Linked DNA regions of Mus musculus: region 1 is linked to region 2. Evidence: chromatin contacts called from public Hi-C data. All regions are on one chromosome and are shown on one strand. Each heading gives the region's core, a stretch centred on a gene start, on an enhancer-like site or on the middle of the called end of the contact. The rest is flanking DNA. Distances are from core to core; before and after follow the strand shown. Region 1 overlaps Msi2 (musashi RNA-binding protein 2). Region 2 overlaps Msi2 (musashi RNA-binding protein 2).

Region 1 (2,847 bases), core at 250-2,749, 58 kb after region 2:
GCACCACCCAGGAAAGGAGCAGGAGGAGCTTGCTCTCTCGGGTGACCTCAGTCATGGCGCGGAGGAGAGGTGAAAAGGAAGGGAGGTGATGGGAGAGAGGCTGGGCATGAGCTGTCGGAGGCGAAGCAGTTGGATCCAGCAGGCTGACAGCTGTCACATGGAAATGGCATCTGGCCTAACGGCCTCTCGTGTGACGTTCCTTCGAGTGGCGGCTGTTGTGCTCTGGTAATCCAGTACCCACTTTTAGGGCTGGTTGCTGAGTGTGTGTGTGTGTGTGTGTGTGTGTGTGTGTGTGTGTGTGTGTGTGTGTACATGTGAGCATGCATGCATGCATGCATGCATGCAAGTGGGCTCTGGAGGAGGGGAGTGGCAGGCAGGCTACTCAATGTTCCTTCCTCTCTGTCTCTAACCTCTCCCTATCAGGCCTCACCTACCGTGAAAAAGGCCCAAACCTGCCAGCTCCAGAGGAGAGAGGCCGTCATTAGGGGAGCGTTGATGTGCCGTAACAGACTCTTGCATTCCCATTAAACAAATACTAAACTGCTAATTGCCAAAATGGATCTGCACGACTCTGACCGAACAGGGGAAGGGTTTATAATTACCAAGTGTGAAAATGCACAGCCTGTAAATAAGAACCTCATCTGTCCTAATACAGGCTGATATTGATGGGCATGAAATAAACATCAGGACCAAATGGAAAACTCATCCACATCTCCTGTGGCCAATGCAATCTCAGCCGGTGACAAGCGTGGCTGCAGCTATCCACTTGGGGAAGGGAAAAGGGGGGAGGAGCGGCGTTTCTCAGGCTGGAGAAGTCCAGGTTCCAATCTGCAGTGCCAATCCCTCGGGCCATGTGCCACTTCTTTCTGCCTGCAGAACAGGGAGGAAAGCTACACGGCTCGATGGTGGGACCAGGGCCTGTCTGCATCGGAAAGGGACTTCTATGCGCGGAAGCCTCCCACTAGTCTGCACAGGACAGGAAGAGGCAGATGAGGAAACAGGGAGATGACAGCTTAGCCAAGGTGGCCAAATTCGTCACTAAACCAGTGTTTATTGAGGTTCCTCTGTCTGCCCAATACGAAGTTAGCTGAGGAGCATAAATGGAAGGAACTAGGGGCCAGGATGACTCTGAGATCTCGGGATCTCTCAGTGCCTTCCTTTCTGTGGGCTGGATGGAAGGCAGGCTCCCGCATTAGAATTTAACAGCCATGCACTTGCCTTGATTACAGGGAGCAAAGGAGAATATTGCCAGAGGCTCTAAGAGGGCCTCCTGACACTCTACCAGCTTGCTATTCTGATAAATTCAGCTAGATCTTGGGAGGAGTGTATACCTGAGAGATGGGAGGAACCTTCATCACTTTATATAGTCTTAGGGGTCACAGAGGTGACCCAGGGGTTGGACTCCACTCCAGTGTGATCATCCTCTCTCCTAGGAACATCTGCATCCTTCCCTGCTCTCAAGAGTCAGAGCACTTCTCCCCTCCTCCCGGGATGAGCTGCTAGGTCTGACCTCAGCAGTAGAAGCACTTAAATGCCCAAAATAGAAACTTCCTCTGCGCTGCAGCCCAGTTTTTGGCAGGAGGCAGAATTCTGTGAACTGTGTGGCTCCAGGTACCTGAGCGACTGCTCATCCCCAAATCCTCTATGGGTCTTAATGGAACTTGGCTCTAGCTTCCTGTCCCTTGGGCTACCTAACAGCCAATCACCCTGGCATCTAGCCCCAAAGTCACCTCGGAGTCCCGGGTCAACAATCCCATGGTTTACTCAGTTCTAATGCTGTCCCCTTGTCTAAAATAAGCAAAATGAAGGCAGTGCTGAATGTCTATCTTTAAAGACATTCTACATCATCACTTTAAAATTCCCCAAACATCTTCAAATAATGGCTACCACAATGTTGCTGAGAACAAAGTTCAAACGTAGCTAAGACTAACTAAGGGTCCAATCACTTGGTAAAGTGACTTCCTGTTCAGAGAAGGTCACAACTTCTCTAAGGCAGACAGGAACAAGAAGAGAGGACTCCAGGTCACTCCTCACTTTCCAGAGGAACAAACCAGTGCTCAGTGATTTTGTGGCTAATAGTGACAGGAACCTAACATGGCCTTATAGGTCTGGAGTTCAAATCTTTCTCCACCACCCCGACCTGTGCATTTTTGGGGGAAGGCTCTGCAGGACAAAAGAGAACAATGATCATTGTTCCTCTTCTCCTCTGCATCGAGAAGTAGACATTATTGACGTAGCATCCAAAAAAGCATTTGGCCAGGGGCCTATTACTAAAATTACGCATTCTAGTACCAGCACCCACGGACGTTCACAACTATCTTTTAGGGTTAGAGATGTGTCGTGGACTAAGAGATTTTGTATTGATTACCACCACAGTCCAATCTAGAGAAGTCAGTATGGATGAGTGGCATTTAACTATGCAAGCTCACCTGGCTTTGTGAACTATTCTCTAAGTAAATACACTGTGATGTAAATACACTGTGTTTCAGAAGCTCTGAGGGAGTGGGGGTGGGGCAAGGTGGGTGACACTGGTGGCACATTCTACAGTGGAATGCTCCTCCATATAAAAAGAAACACATGAGCCACCAAACGCCCTAGCTTTCATGGATTCCCTTGGAGAAAACTATGCTGATGAGAAAAAAAATATCCAAGGTTGGATGGTTCTATTTCTATAACAGAATGACAAAATTAATGCAATGGAGCATAGCTCAGATCTGCATTAGGGGTGAGCTTGGTGTCTATTAAGAAACCAGGTGGTTTCTGGTGGACTCAGTGGGACAGTTCTGAGTATGATGATGATGATGGCCATTAGAATAAGCAGATAACCACTTTTTCTTTTCTTTCCCC
Region 2 (2,871 bases), core at 214-2,713:
GTTACAGAAGGGTTACATGTGCTGGCACACTCGGGCTTGACTCAGTTCCCAGCCCTCTTCCTCCGCTGCCCCTGCCCCTTTCATCCCTCGCTGGAGATCTGTTGCCCTGACACACTCGCTGCCTTAAAGAAATTATTTCATCATTTGGCCCAGTGGGAGAAGAGTTCCAGAAAATGGCTACCTTCCCCAGGGAGTGACTTATAGTTCTCAAGATTGAGACACCTTCCTCTCCAACCAAACTGAGAAGATTAGAGAGGGGGAGATGGGTCTCAGGATGTCTTGATGGCTGGCATGGCACTGCCCTTGACTAGTAGGGAGAAGCTGCCAACGCCACCAGCAGGCTGCAGGGTATACCTAAGGGCCAGGTGTGACAGCAAGGCCTGACCTTCTACCAGGAGCCACCACCACCTCCCATCTTCCACAGGAATCGGTCGGTTCCACAGTCCTGAGAGCTGTCAGTCAGGGGACAACAGAGCTTTCCCTGACTTGAAAAATCACAGCATGCAGCTAAGCCACGGTGTGGCCATTCGGCCTGCCTGGCCTTAGAGGCCAGTAACTTCAATTTATTTGTGTCTGGGGCCTTAAGGAACCTCAGCTGTCATCCTTCCCTTAGTTTATTACCAAATTTCTAAAATATTACATTCTTTATTATATCCAAATTCACTTTATTGCACTTGACAATACAGATAATCACATACCATATGGTCTAATGTTTTCAAACCAATGCATGTTGACAGCAGTTTTTATTCATGATGCATAATTCCATCCCGAGCACACAATGAGGCATCTGAGTACCCAGCCTGGTGGTAAGACTTATGCCTAATAACAGATTAACAACATGCGCGGTTCCCAGACACCGGCCCCTCCCCTGCCATTCTCTACTTACAAAGGGAATGATGATATACCTGAGCTGAAGAGGCGGGCTTATGGGAGGAGGGGGAGAGAGAAAAGGGAGGGAAGGGAAAGAGGCAGCCATACCCACCCACCATTCCCAGAGGGTTTCTAATGAGTTGTTATTGTTCCATGCTTATGAAACTTGATATTAAAAAGAGGACTTGGTCTGGTGCCAACTAAACACAGCAGCCCACGCTGCTGGCCCCTGAAAACTCACAGCACGATATGCCCAAAGCTCTCATTAGGGGTCTATCTTGTTTTGACTCTTGTCTTGCTACAAGCAAATCTTCGTTACTCCTCTACCTTGGTGAGGCCCTCTCTCTCACCTCCCCTGGGCATCCCTTCTGTTCTCCAATCAGCCCCGAGCTTTCTGGTAAAATGAACACAGTTGAGGATGGCACCCAATCCTGGCCTTTCGGCAGCTCTCCCACAGAAAGGCCAGGCTGCCACATCCAATTCAGAGGCTCCCTCGGTGGCATCCTGGCGCTGGGAGTGATGGGAGCGAGGAGAGGATAACGCATCAATGATCCTCCGGCTTTGCGGAGGTGCCCTGAACAAACAATGCCATTTCACGCGTCCCCTAACTAAGCGCTTTCGTTTGCTTCAGAGAAGCACTCAAACAACTGTAAACCCATTAGGTCATGTCAAACGTGGTGAGAAAGAACTCAGGGCTGTCACCAGCAGCGAATCAACTCAGATTTATAGATTTGCAAAGCTTTAATATATAGATATTCATCTCTACACCCCCACCCCGACGATGGATGTGGGGACCCCAAGTGGGGCTGTAAGAACAGCAGCCCACAGTTCAGTGGCAGACAGACTGGAGTTGTGCAATTAGTCTCCCAGATAATGGGATTTCTGGACAGGGGAGCAGAGATGCTACAAGGAAAGCCAGGGCTTCACTTTGCCCAACACTTGGCTGTTTTTTTTTTTTTTTTTTTTTTTTTTTGAAGGTAGAAAAGAAACCACCAAGAGGCCCTGGAGGATCCAGGCACCTGCAGGGGACAGAAGCCCCACAGGACCAAGATGAGGCTGGTGCTAAGGATGCAGACTCACTGATGGTGAAGGAGGGCCGAAGGCTGCTCACCCTATGTCCAGATGTGATTCTGAGCAGTTTAGGCTTTAACTCTTTCACAAGAAAAATCCAACTCTCCTTCTGGGCTTACACTCTGACTATTTTTTTCTTTCTTTCTTTTCTTTTTTTTTTTTTTTTCTAGACAGGGTTTCTCTGTGTAGCCCTGGCTGTCCTGGAACTCACTCTGTAGACCAGGCTGGCCTCGAATTCAGAAATCCGCCTGCCTCTGCCTCCCAAAAGCTGGGATTAAAGGCGTCTGCCACCCCTGCCCGGCACACTCTGACTCTTAGGTACGTGTTCTCTCTTTCATTTTCTGTCTTTTTTCTTTTCTTTTTTTTTTAACAAGAGCACAAATCTACTTTTATTTATTTACTCTCCATTAGTTTAAATCTGGGATGGGTACAGCATCACAAGGATTCTGTGTCCAATGGCCTCTGCAGGAAGGTTGCTTCGGAATTTGGTGCCAACTGTACCACTGCTTCCGTGGGCCCGAGGTATTTTTCCCCAGATCGCTCTGGTTTTGTTTGGTTTGCCTGCAGGAGCCACTGTATTGTTTTTTGTTTTTTTTGCTTTCTATACACTTAAGCACATCTCTTGCCCAAGTAGTACTCAGTTTCATCTCGGGCATAAACGCCTCCAATTTTTGTTTGTTTGTTTGTTTGTTTGTTTTTTTCGAGACAGGGTTTCTCTGTATAGCCCTGGCTGTCCTGGAGCTCACTTTGTAGACCAGGCTGGCCTTGAACTCAGAAATCTGCCTGCCTCTGCCTCCCGAGTGCTGGGATTAAAGGCGTGCGCCACCATGCCCGGCTGAAACGCCTCCAATTTTAAGAAGAGCCGTGTGCTCTTTTTGGTTTCAGAGACCTCGCTTGTAGCCAGCAAAAATGGCCTTGCACCAACCACAG

The links. Hi-C and Micro-C count contacts between places; a contact is called where the count stands out from the background.
Region 1: a Hi-C map of olfactory sensory neurons shows a contact between it and region 2, with 1.6 times the contacts expected there. The contact joins two enhancer-like sites. A contact is called at or near these places in 11 of 484 Hi-C or Micro-C datasets (8-cell embryo, the HL-1 cell line, Sertoli cells and 8 more) and 3 of 115 datasets of contacts at active chromatin or transcription factors (T-cell acute lymphoblastic leukemia, astrocytes and double positive thymocytes).

What each region holds. Positions count from the first base shown.
Region 1 is chr11:88,488,647-88,491,493 of GRCm38.p6, forward strand. The region is part of intron 6 of Msi2 (musashi RNA-binding protein 2); the gene reads right to left. Among named protein-coding and RNA genes, the nearest start is that of 0610039H22Rik, 130 kb to the right of the region's middle. Within about 2 kb of position 1,500, at least 15 of the 459 cell types and tissues checked have an H3K27ac peak or open chromatin away from gene starts, as enhancers often do. A contact at or near this core is called in olfactory sensory neurons, where this site is marked.
Region 2 is chr11:88,430,633-88,433,503 of GRCm38.p6, forward strand. All of the region lies in intron 7 of Msi2 (musashi RNA-binding protein 2), which reads right to left. It also overlaps the pseudogene Gm11510. Among named protein-coding and RNA genes, the nearest start is that of Mir378b, 79 kb to the left of the region's middle. Within about 2 kb of position 1,464, at least 10 of the 459 cell types and tissues checked have an H3K27ac peak or open chromatin away from gene starts, as enhancers often do. A contact at or near this core is called in olfactory sensory neurons, where this site is marked.